2 separate regions of the Mus musculus genome follow, and region 2 is linked to region 1. The links are chromatin contacts, called in public Hi-C maps. All regions are on one chromosome and are shown on one strand. Each heading gives the region's core, a stretch centred on a gene start, on an enhancer-like site or on the middle of the called end of the contact. The rest is flanking DNA. Distances are from core to core; before and after follow the strand shown. Region 1 overlaps Pgm1 (phosphoglucomutase 1). Region 2 overlaps Raver2 (ribonucleoprotein, PTB-binding 2).

What was found. A called contact is a pair of places that touch in the nucleus more often than the background predicts.
Region 2: a contact with region 1 is called in a Hi-C map of the CH12 cell line, with 2.3 times the contacts expected there. The contact joins two enhancer-like sites. A contact is called at or near these places in 4 of 39 promoter capture datasets (hippocampal neurons, liver, second pharyngeal arch cranial neural crest and 1 more), 2 of 15 datasets of contacts at CTCF or cohesin (large pre-B cells and pro-B cells), 11 of 484 Hi-C or Micro-C datasets (the CH12 cell line, the G1E-ER4 cell line, the P5424 cell line and 6 more) and 3 of 115 datasets of contacts at active chromatin or transcription factors (astrocytes, embryonic stem cells and large pre-B cells).

Annotation. Positions count from the first base shown.
Region 1 is chr4:99,937,895-99,943,741 of GRCm38.p6, forward strand. The region is part of intron 1 of Pgm1 (phosphoglucomutase 1); the gene reads left to right. Among named protein-coding and RNA genes, the nearest start is that of BC062258, 11 kb to the left of the region's middle. Within about 2 kb of position 4,292, at least 57 of the 459 cell types and tissues checked have an H3K27ac peak or open chromatin away from gene starts, as enhancers often do. A contact at or near this core is called in the CH12 cell line, where this site is marked.
Region 2 is chr4:101,140,426-101,146,927 of GRCm38.p6, forward strand. The region is part of intron 11 of Raver2 (ribonucleoprotein, PTB-binding 2); the gene reads left to right. Among named protein-coding and RNA genes, the nearest start is that of Gm22100, 40 kb to the left of the region's middle. Within about 2 kb of position 1,571, at least 10 of the 459 cell types and tissues checked have an H3K27ac peak or open chromatin away from gene starts, as enhancers often do. A contact at or near this core is called in the CH12 cell line, where this site is marked.

The DNA of each region.
Region 1 (5,847 bases), core at 3,042-5,541:
GACTGTAGTTTAACATGGGTAAATTGGAACATGATGGCTTTGGGACTTTCTGCCTGCCTTATGTTTGAAATCTCTTTGTTCCAGCAACACTTGACCCTCCCACTGTAGCTCAGTTTGGCTGCTCTGGAGATAGATACTCCGAGGTGGCCCCCAAAGTGAACACTGTATATACTATGCAGTCTATATGGTGATCCAACAAGTAGGTTAGGCCCGGCCTCCTGTGGTCTCATGGCTTTGCCATCCTGCTCATGCTTGCCCACCTGATGGCAGATGTTTTCCCATGCACCCCGCTTGCTCTTACCCATGTTTGGGTCATAGGCAGCGGAAAGAGATGTGCCTAGGAACCATCTTTCCAGTATAGCAACAGACGCCTGAGTGGAGTCAGCGTCAGAGGAGGAAAGGCTTATTTAGCTTACGAGAATTTTCAATGGGTGGACTGTTGTCCCCATTGCAGTGGCTCTGTAGTAGCACAGTATGTCATAGTGGGTTCTCTGGTGTATGGTAGAGGAAGTAGATGCTGTTTATGGCCTAGTACAGAGGCTGTGACTGGATTCCACTGTCCCACTCAAGGACACCAACCTACTAAATACCTCTTAAAGTCCCAATAGTGTCCTGGGCCAGAACTAAGCCTAACACATGTCCTCCAAAGGACACGTGTCCTCCAAAGGATACATGTCCTCTAGCACATGTTACCCAGTATATTAGGCATGTGGTTAGCTAAAGTGCCTGTAGAACTTAAGAGAGAGAAGGGAAAATTCAAATCCCTGCCTCGGTCCATTGCTTTGTTGTCCTAGTACCCACCATTACACTAGCCCCACCCCTACCCCAGGGCAAGTAGTTCAGATGCTTCTAGCAGTGCAGTCAGAGCAGTGGCTCCAGTCTCTAGGTGTCTGGTGTTCTCTCCATCAGGCTGTGGAAAGCCCCTCAAGTGTAGCATCCAGTAACTAACGTGTGTAAGAACGTAACTTTATAGCCACATATGTGTGTATGTACAGGTAGGTGGATAGAATAGTGTCAGTAGGACACTCATAGACTGTGGGCTGCTGGCCTGCTCTGCTCACATGCCTGGGCTGCTGCTCTGCTCACTTGCCTGGGCTGCTTATAAAGCAATGAGGTTTATTTTGACTCATGGGTTTACAGGTTCCTGTCTGAGACCAGACACACTCACTGCTGGCAGGCTCTATGGTAAGACAGCTTATGTCAGGAGCATGTGGTACATGCGGTAGAGCAAAACAACGTTTATCACAAGCCTGGAGCAGAGAGATGCAAAAAGAGGCTGGAGTCCACAAGCTTCTGAGGAGAGAGGCATGCCCTCTCCTCGGGGCCTGTCCTCTGGAAGGTTCTACTTCTTCGCCCAAATACCATGTTGGGGACCAAGCTTTTAGCACATGGGGCTTTGGGGACACTCAAGATCCAAAGTGCAGCAGAAAGCATATGGTGGTGTTCACACTGCCTACACGTTAGAGCCACAATGGTGGCGTCTTCTTTCCCAAGGGCCTTCCTGATGGATGGGGTAGCATGATAAGCCAGAGCAATCATCCAGGGGTGCTAAGAGGGGATGCTGAGGGAAAGCGATGTCTGTGGTAGATGAGGTTGGCTAAGTAAACAGTATTGGCTCTGTGGCATAACACAGGAAAGTGGGACTGTGGGGTTCCCCTCAGCATGAGCTGTTGTCTAAGCTCCTTTCCATAGTGTGAGGAGGGTGCACACGGTCACTCACATGCTACAGGGCCTGCCTGGAGCATGGGACTGTATGTGTCTGTCTTTAAGGGTTTAGTAATGCTGGTGAAGTCTTGCTGAAGGCAAGGGCATTGTTCTCAGCCACTTTCTGTCAAAGCAAACAAGGCTGTCCAGAAGAGAAGGACCAGTTTCAGTGTCTCCAGGAGAATAACTTCTCCCCGCTTCTCAAGAGCATAAGCAATCAGAGTTCTCTTTTAACCAGCATATCTGAGCTTCCACGTCCCCGTTAGTATTGTTCCCTGACACATGGCCTCTTTGGGACTGTGCACTTACTCCAGTCACGTGTCCAGTGCTCAGAGCCTTTCGAAACACCTCTGTGGGAATTATTTTTCAGGCCACTGGTTTATGGGCCACGTAGGAAAAGCAGTCACATTATTTTATAGTCAGGCTTCATTTTTCACTTAAAATGATGTAATGAGATTTGAACACCCACTTTATTCATTAGACATGGCTCCAGACAATTTTTTTTTTGTCTCTTTTCAAAGTTCAAATCTATTCTCAAAGGATGAAATCTGTTATGACTGAGGACTTTCAAAGGAAGTGCCGCAGACAGGAAAGACAGCTTCCCCTAAAAGAGTAAGTGGAGTGTCAGCTTCGTTTGGAGATCTTGCTGCTCCCTAAGCCGGTGCTGGGATGAATATGCTGGCGCAGAGCCAGAAGCGAGTGACCGTGTGCACCCTCCTCACACTATAGAGAGGATCTTAGACGACAGCTCATGCTGAGGGGAACCCCACAGTCCCACTTTCCTGTGTCATGCCACAGAGCCAATACTGTTTACTTAGCCAACCTCATCTACCACAGGGACCACTCTGGTGAACGCATGCTTTCCGTGGCCATTTTGCAACTGTGTAACATCGGGAAAGTTTGTTTCCCCGCACAGCAAACAAACCGCTAAATACCAAGACCTCTCCTAGGAAGATAGTCCCATCAGCTCAAAGTCACAGAAGCCCAAGTCTATGACAGTGCCCACCTGATCCACGGTAGTAAAGAATTAAGGATATGGAGTTGGGATGGCATTACTGAGTGAGGACAGGGAAAGGCCTTTTGACTTAGTAGTAATAAAACTGTTATATTCCAGGGTCTTCATGGGGCCTTTGAAAAATGTATTCTGTGGCTCAAATTAAGGAAGATCTTAAATGAAGCAGAGGGGAAGTACGTGTGGACTACTCAGATGCATTGGGGGGAAAGACTGCGGCTGGCGCGAAGGTTGAGCATCTTCCGTAGGTGGGGCCACATATTCTGCTCCGGCTCTTTGTGATTCACCCCATGAGAAAAGTGCTTAGCACACAGCTCAGCCTTGCCAGCTTTCCCACGGAAGATCTAATAGAGAGAAGCGATGAGTGGCTTATGCGTTAGTGTGAGGATGCACCAGCCTTTGTGAAGCACTGTAGTGCCCGACGATCTACTAAACAGAGCGTTCTGATAATTCTAAGGGTTTCACAATGATTTTAAATACTGAGACCATTGGAAGACAGAGAGGAAAGGGGGACGAGGAGAGGGTCGTTTGTGTCTGCCGCCACCCACTGCATGGGTATCTCATCCTATCTCCAGCCCTATAGTGTGTCTTAGATTTGCCTGTTCAGGCAGTGGTCCCTGGTCCATGTGAGGCACAGCCATACAGCTGCTGGATCTGAGGGCTCAGCTCCATATGATACCTTAAGATGAATCTGTGGTGTGGTTCCCTGGCCTAGGCCAGTGTCGTCCTCCAGATAGGAAGCACCCAGAAACACATCTAATACTGTCATCAGCCTCCTGGGACACATGGACCTGTTCATTTGATAAACAGTGACACGTTGTGTGCCAGTGACCGTGCAAGGTGTCCGGTGAAACACAGGTAAAGCTGTGTGGTCATTGGAGAGACGGGCCCATTCATGGATAGCTAAAACTGTAACGTAGGTTAGTTTCCTGTGACTGCTGAGACAAATGACCACTAGCTGAGGGCTTAAAAAACAGAAATTTCTCATCTATTTTTGGAGGCCAGAAGTCTAAAAGCAAGATGTTGGCAGCAGAATTAGTAGCCAGAGGACCCTTCTGTGACCCTTCTCACTTTGGGTAGCCCAGGGCTTCCTAGCACATGCCTAGTCACTACTTCTGACTTCACAAGGCCATATTCGTATGCCTGTCTTCTTTCCCACCCCGGATTTCTATGCTGGGGAATTCGGCTCTAGGCCTGAAGTATGCGGTTTACTGCTATGCCACGCCCTCTTTCCTCTTCTGTTGTCAGAAGGACTCTTGTCCTTAGATCTAGGGCCCACCTCGGTAATCCAGAAGGCTCTTATCTCAAGATCCTTAACTTGTAAAGTCATTTTATCAAGCAAGGTCACCATCCAGCACAGGCTCTGAGTGAAGAGTGGGGGGTGGGAGAGACCACCATTTAATCTACTACAATTAGCATGTGATGGGAACCCAGAGACACCCCCCTACCTCCCCACATACACACACTTCTGCTGCTGCTTTGATGGCACCAGACCAGGACTATCTGTCACATGAAGCAAGCAGCGGTCCTTCACAGTGTCCCTGTGGACTGCCTCTGACGTAATGCCAAATAGAAGACAGGCCACTGGGTGGCACCCTGCATTGCACTAAGAAGTAGCTCATAGAATGAGTTGGAATTGACTTGGGTTCACGCTGTAGTTTCAATTTCCTGTGAAATGTTATGAGCTCTGCCTGTCATCTCTCAGGCTCAGAGTCCTCTCCTGTGATCAGGGGTGAGTTCTGATCTCTAGTGAAGAGTGTCATGGGAACGGGTTGAGTTCATAGGCTTCTGAATGCTTGAGGAACTCGGGGTGCAGCCTGAGCGCCAGTTACCATGGTCGTCATTGAAACTGTACTTTTGATTCAGGCAAGCCACTCCCTGGGCTGATTCAGTCCTGTCCCAAACAGCAGAGCCCATGTGATAAAGCCTCAGGTGAGCTGAAGAGCAGCTCAACAGCCCAGACTCTGGGCTTCTTGAGGAGGAGGGGGGGATCTTTATCATAGCTACTTCCAGGTTGAAGGGGAGGCTCCCAGGGAAAGGTGAGATCCAGGGTGGGGGTGGGGGGAGCTGAGTCCTGAAGTTGTCTCTGGGAAGGGACACACATGCACTCGTGTGCACAGTAACACACACACACACACAAAACACAAATATACTAAAAAAAATTAGATTATTTCTTTCATTTCATTTTATTATAGTATGACTTCAGAGTCAGCCTAACACAAGAGTTTGGTTCCTGGATACACTGTTCATTACCGGATGTTCTGTTTAGGGTTAGTTATAAATGTCCTTATTGTGGGGGAGGAGAGATGGTGAAGCTCAAACCCAGGCGTTTGCATACTAGGCCAACACTGCAACTGAACTAGAGCCCTAGCCCCTTGAATTTCTTTTTACTTATTTTTCAAGTTAGTATGTCATAGCGTAGTTTTTAGGAGATTAAGACGATGAATAGACAGACTGCCTGGACAAGTCACACTCAGGCTTTGTCGGCTGCCTCAGTGGGTAGGTCAGGGTTCCGTGGGAAATGCACTGGATACTGCCAAGGGTCCCGCAGCAGTTCCCACCTTCCTTCCCAGCCTGGCTTCTCTTAGCAGATCTGCCAGCACCTAGCAGCACACTGCACACTGTCGACCTGTGTGTTGCAGAGCACAGGTGTTTTATCCCGCCCCCGGCTTCATGCAGGCTCTCGGGGTGGGAGAGGAGCCTATTCTGGGAAGCTAGGTTCAGACGACAAGTCTAGCAGTCTTTGGTCTGACACCTGGCTATCTCGTCTCAAAGGTGCATGCCGGGCAGTCCTGATGTAAGCAGGATTGTCCCGGAGCGTCAGGGTTTCTTTCGTACACAATGCCGCTGCCCATTAGGATTCGAGGACAGTTGTAAGAAGTGGCCAGAACAAAGAAGAGGTCCCCTTGTTCCCAGGGCCTCTCTTGAACAGTTTTGGAAGCTTTCTGTCCCTTAGACAGTTACCTAGCGGAGCCTCAGTGCCTGGTTATGTGGTAATGTGCTTTGGGAACACTCAGTTCTATCCATGTGGCCATGAACAAAAGACATTTTTTTCTTTTTCTTTTTTTCATGACTGACTAGTGGTCCATTTTGTATCTGTGTGACAGTTTCCCTATTCATTTGCTCTGGAC
Region 2 (6,502 bases), core at 321-2,820, 1.2 Mb after region 1:
ATATAAAATAATGTATAAAGACATGATATAATCTTCATAATCCATTGTGAAGATGTTCACAAGCTATAGTCCTATACAGTTCTATTTTTCTTTCTTCATGGCGAACAAAGTTTACTTTCCAAAGCAGGAGAAACATATTTATTTTTAAGGGTTTAGCGAAATGTGTATTTTAAGCCTCAAAGAAAGTTCCTTTTTGTCCCACATTTTTCATTTTGCGTGTGTCTTTGAAGTTGGTCTCTTCTGCCACTGCAGACCTGGTTCTTAGATTGTGGTAAATATGCTGGCACTGGCAGGGCCTCTACAGAGACAGCTGCTCACCTGTGGGTGGGCAGGTTCTGAGCTAGACCCTTGCATCTCTGTACTTTAAACAGTTGCTACTTCCTTTGCAGTGTGTTCTAGTTTGCTTTTCTGTTACTGTGATAAACACCATGACCAAAAGCAACTTGGGAAAGAAAGGGTCTTTCTGGCTCAGATTTCCATATCCGAATCCATCATGGAGGGAAGTCAGGACAGGGGAATCCTGGTGGCAGAAACCATGGAGGAATGCTGCTCACTCTGTGGCTTGCTCATCTTATATATGTCTGTCTGTCTGTGTATCAGTTTGTCTATCTATCTATATATATACATACATAATACACATGTATATACATACAGACATATATACATAAACACACATATATGTGTGTGTTTATGTATATGTGTGTATATATGTATGTATGTATAAGTACGTATATATATGTGTGTATGTATATGTATGTGTGTATGTATACATGTTTATATATGTATATCTGAGTAGTACTCCATCCACAGCATCCTGGGTCCTGGGTCCTCCCATATTAATGGAGGACACTGGCCACAGGGCAGTCTGATCCAGTCAGCTCTGTTGAGGTTCCTTCTTCCTAGGTAACTGAGGTTGTGTCAAGTTGACAATAAAAACTACCCAGCACACAGTGTAAGCATTTATCACCATCATCACCACCGTCACTGAGGGATTGAGCCAAAAGCTCAATTGTGCGTGTTAGGCAAGCATTCGAGCTACTCTTGAACTATATCCCAACTCAGTTCTTAATCATTTTTTTAAAAATAGCACTGGGATTGCCCTTAGGATCTTGCATGTTAGACAGTGTGAACATTCCATCTTACTACCATGCTGGTGAGTTTTAAACTGTCCCTTCATGGTGTAGGTGGAAGAGCCGATGGCGTAATTAACTCTCCCTGTCTCTATGGTTTGTCAATGATTTCTCAGACTGCAGGGTCCATGTCGCTGCAGTAGTAGCTCCTGGAAACTCTGTTTAGGTTCTTGGGCATAAGGATTGTGACAGACGGTTGTGTCAGATAGTAGATGGCATGATTTCACTTTGAAGTAAAGTTATCCATTTAAGGGTTTGCTACTTGGTGTTTCTAATGAATATGAAGTTATTGTTATTAAATCCCTGATAAAATCTGGAGTGCATTTGAAAAAAGCAGCTGCTGTTTGAAAGCGTTGGGGAATACTTCAGCAAACGCTGAAGGGTGTCAGGTCCTGACAAGGGGAATTCCCCTGGGGGACAGTCATGTTTCTGAGGCTCTTTGCTTGACTCAATGCAAATCTGCACTTCTGGTGACCTGAGTCACAGAGGAAGCCTAAGGGCTGTGAAGCTGTAAAGTCCTGGAACAGAGGGAAGCACATGGGTAGGAGCCCCGGAGCCATCGTGAAACTCCAGCCTAACCTAGTTGGCTGAGCACTGAACCGCTGCTGTCAGGGAGATGTCAGAGCCAAAGCTTGATGGTCGGTGAAGTCCAGCGCAGAGGCGACACTTGGATTTTGAACTTTCTCAACCTGTGGGTCACAAGCCCTTTGGGCAACAGACAACCCTTTCATAGGGGTTCCCTAAGACCACCAGAAAACATAGATGTTTATATTACCAGTAGCAAAATTACACTTATGAATTAGCTACACACACAAAAAAAAATTGACGGTTGAGGTCAGCACAACATGAGGAACTGCACTAAAGGGTTGCAGCATTGGGATGGCTAAGAACCACTGAGTTAGAACAAACTGTCCTCAACAGAGGAAGATAATGGAGTCCGTACTTTTTCCATTTCTCGTTCTCAGCATCCAGTAATTCACAATTAACTATGAAGTTGGGGGTGAAGGGTTGGCTCAGCAGTTAAGGGTATTGGCTGCTCTTCCAGCAGACCTGGGTTTGATTCTCAGAACCCACATGGCAGCTCTCATAACCGTCTGTTAACTCCAGTGCCTGGGGCCCTTTTCTGGCCTCCATGGGCTCCAGGCACACATGTGGTGCACAGACATACATGTAGGTAAAATAACCTACAGATATAAAACATTTCATGAGGGAGATGGAGCCGCAATGACCAGGTGTTGGTATCAGTAAACAATGACATTAAAACATAAATGGCAAATAACATGATGACATCATGGACACATAGGGGGTCTCAGAGAGTTACACACTATAAAAGAATTTAATAATTCTAGAACTGACAGGAGTTGTTTAGCGCTCTCGCTCTCTCTCTTTTTGATTGGTTTGTTGGTTTGTTCAAGACAGGGTTTCTCTGTGTAGCCCTGGCTGTCTTGGAACTCACTCTGTAGACCAGGGTGGCTTCAAATTCAGACCTGCCTCGCTCTGCCTCTTGAGTGCTGGAAGTAAAGGCATTCGCCACTGCCTAGCAGTTGTTTTGTGATATTAAAGATTACATTAGATGGGAACAGCACAGGACTGGAAAGACAGGAAGGAAAGATTCACCACTAGAAAAGCAGCAGGCAGAGGAGAGAGTGGAAACCAGTGAGCAGGCTCTTCAGAGCCCCGGGAGCAGACCAAGCAGCTAGAAGTGCATATCAGTGGAGGAGATGCGGTTAATGGAGTATAAAATGTTTGAAAAACGAACGATCAAAATTTTCTTCAAAAAACACAGATCTCATGAGCAGAGTCCCCTCTCGTAAATCAGGAACTCACGATCGTGTACAGGAGTCAGACTTACAGAGAGATGATCTAGACAGTAACGGGGTAACAACAATGCGTATTGTCTCAGAGACTGCAGCCTTGGCACCAGTGTCATCTGGGGTTGAATAATTGCTGGGCCTTCCCTGGACATCACATGGTGTCTAGCAGCCTCTCCAGCAGCGAGAGCCACTGTCAGGACTGATAAAATGTGCAGATGACAACTGTTTCCCCCCTTTGAGTTCATAGGGAACCAGTACAGAGCATCGTTGACACTGTAATGCATGCAGATAGTTATCTTACAGCCCTAATGCCAGGGCCAGAATGGAGCAAGTGAAATAGGGATTTGAAGGTTTCTGCATTGTGCATGAATGTGCATCGCAATCTATAGGGTAGCCATTAACAGATAACAGCAGTTCACACAGCCAGGAGAACTGACTTTTCACAAGTTCAAAAGAAGCTACTGAACAGTAACAAAAGAGAGGGGTTTGTAGATTCATTTCCAGTCACCACATCATTTCATTTAAATGATCTTCAGTTTTCAACAACAACAGAAAAATCAATAGAACAGAAAGAGAGAGAGAGAGAGAGAGAGAGAGAGAGGGAGAGAGAGAGAGAGAGGAATCAGACAAGTCAGGAAATGTGGTGGTTTGAATAGCAGTGACCCTCATCGACTCATAGATTTGAATGCGTGGTCATTAGGGAGTGGCAGTACTTGACAATGATTAGGAGGTGTGGTCTTTTGGAGTAGGTGTGGCTTTGGGTTTCAATTGTTGAAGACAGGCCTCTTGTCTCTCTTCCTGCTGCCTGCCAAGCCAGATGTAGATCTCTCGGCACCATCTCTGCCATGTTGTTCCTCAGCACCGTCTCTGCCATGCTTCCTGCCATGATGACAAGGAACTAAACCTCTGACACTGTAAGCCAGCCCCAGTTAAATGTTTTCCTTTATAAAAGTTCCCATGGTCATGATGTCAACAATAGAACATTGACTAAGACACCGTGCACAGGGGAAGCAGGTAATACAAAATGCTCATAAGGTCTCCTGGGTGTTGGACTTAGGAGACGACGGTATAAAGAATTAAAGTGAGTCATATGTAAAGAACGACCTTGGGCAGTGTGGGAGCTGGGCCACACCAAGCAGGCTGTCAACATAATAAAAACTTCATTAAGGGACTGCAGCAGATGTCAGCAGGGATAAGAGTGACAAGCATGGAATGTAGGTCATATGAGATGACCCACACCAAGAAACTGGAAGGAAAAAGAGTCACAGCTATATGGGCAAAGGCATGGTGAACTGTCAGTAAAAGTTAGCATTCCTCAAACTAAGAGTTTGACTTGTAGATATGTGCTAAGAGAATTTGAATGTATCTACATACCAGTTTATACACTAATGTTTACGGTAAATTATCTCTAACAGCCAAAATGGAAAGGCCCAGTTGTCTACAAGTTAGCAAGCAAATGAGCAGCATGATGAACCACAAAAGCATGCTAAGTGAAGTAAGCCAAAGAGGCCACATGTATGATTCTGTTTATGTGCAGTGTTCAGAATAAGTAAATCTGTAGGGAAAGTCAGATGACTGCTCTGGGAGTGCAGAGGAAGAGTCAGCGGCTGTCGCTGGCAGTGCGGGGATACTCTGGGGTCAGACGGAGAGTCAGCGGCTGTCACTGGCAGTGCGGGGATACTCTGGGGTCAGACTGAGTCTTCCAGCTCTGTACATAGAAACAAACACTGGACTAACGATATGTTCAGTGTTTACTTGTTACTTATATGCATATGTGTTTGTGTCAGAGTATGTGCATGTAAGCAGGTGCCTGCAGAGGCAGGGAGGGTGAACCAGATTCTCTTGGAGCCGACCAGTGTGGGGCTAGGAGCGGACCTTACATTCTCTGTAAGAGCAGTATACACGCTTTTAACTGTTGAGCCATCCTGCCAGCCCTGGAGTGTGGTAGTTTAGAAACAAACCTTAGTTATCCTAAATAGAGGAAGCATATTTACTTAGTGTTCCTGAAGTTCCAAAGTGCGTACCGTAACCACGTTAACCCGGCGTGTTCCAATCTAGAGCTCCTTAGAAGCCAGTTTTAAGTGGCTACCTCCCCTCGTCCCTGGCTGTAGTTACTCAACACTGAGATGCAACTGATTTTAAGTAGCTACCTCCCCACGTCCCTGGCTATAGTTACTGTACTCAACACTGAGATGCAGCTGATTTTAAGTAGTTACCTCCCCACATCCCTGGCTATAGTTACTGTACTCAACACTGAGATGCAGCTGATTTTTCCCAAAATTACATGTCCTAGATATTTGAAGTGGACGATGAAAAATGAAGCCAGAAACAAATGGAGTTATTTTAAAGTCTAATAGCATTATTAGCTGAAAGATCTTTTTAATTTGGATAGCTATAGACAGTTTGATATTTCAGAGTCTGAGGTAAAGATGAACAGGTCTGTCTGCATCAGATGGGTGTTATACGTCCATGTTACAGGAGCCCATGAGCCAGCTTATTAAATATTTAATGCCCGAGTATAGCCTCTAACTACAATCTGACAAAACAATAGAATATTCCTTCCTGCCCCCTTTTATTGAAGTAGAAAAAGTACCTTTTCAGCATGGCGTAATCATTAGTTTCAGTAATATGAAGGATAATTTAGGAATCCCTTCACCGTTTTCCCTGACCATTAAACTGAGATTTGGGTTTTTCTTTCCACACTTGGCTTGGGGCAGCCGCCTGGCTCACTGGCAGGAGTCCTTTGCACTGCCAAGCCATAGTCTTGTGTTTCCCTGGTTACATGGATCTTTCCTGCTGGGAAGCTGGCCGTCCAACCCAGGGAATCGGCTACAGAATGTGTGATGAGTTAGGGTGGCCGCAAACCCAAAAATGAACTAAAAAGCAATGAAGCGTCTCGGTCTCTCCTTAGAGAGCCTAATGCTGCCATCTAGTGGGCAAACAGTGCAAGAGCACATCATGTTATGTGACACAGGACATTCCTTTGTACCATTAAATGAACTTAAGGTGTCTAACTTACACAGTTGTGGCCACTGAGACTTTCCGGGTGGTTTTCATTTTTGAAAAATGTGACACAGTGACTTGCCAGGTGAGTTTTGGGGGCAAATGTGAGTCTTATAGATACACAGTTGTCGGTGTCATACAGTCCCACAAGTAGGAACAGCCAGTGCAGAGATGCATGAGACAAACTTGGTACCTTGTTAAAGGAACAAAGGGAGGGAGAGCGCCCAGCAGGAGAGGCTGGGGCAAGATGGAAATGGAGAAGTCTCAGTGGGTGGGGACAGGGCAGACAGGTAGGACCTTGTTAGGTCCTTTGTGTACTTAGGATTTTATTCTAAGCTATGACTAAAGAACATAGGAAGGCCAGAACATAGGTTTAGGACCTGGAAAAATGGAATTGTCACTGGCTGAGATGGGTAGGAACGCGGGTAGAATGGGTTTTGGGGGGCTGGGAGGAGATTTAGTTTGCCTGGCTGGTCCCGTATGATGTTCATTGCTGATTGGCCATCTATCTCAGGAATCTGGATGTCAGGGAGAATGTTGTCACAAATTATGTGG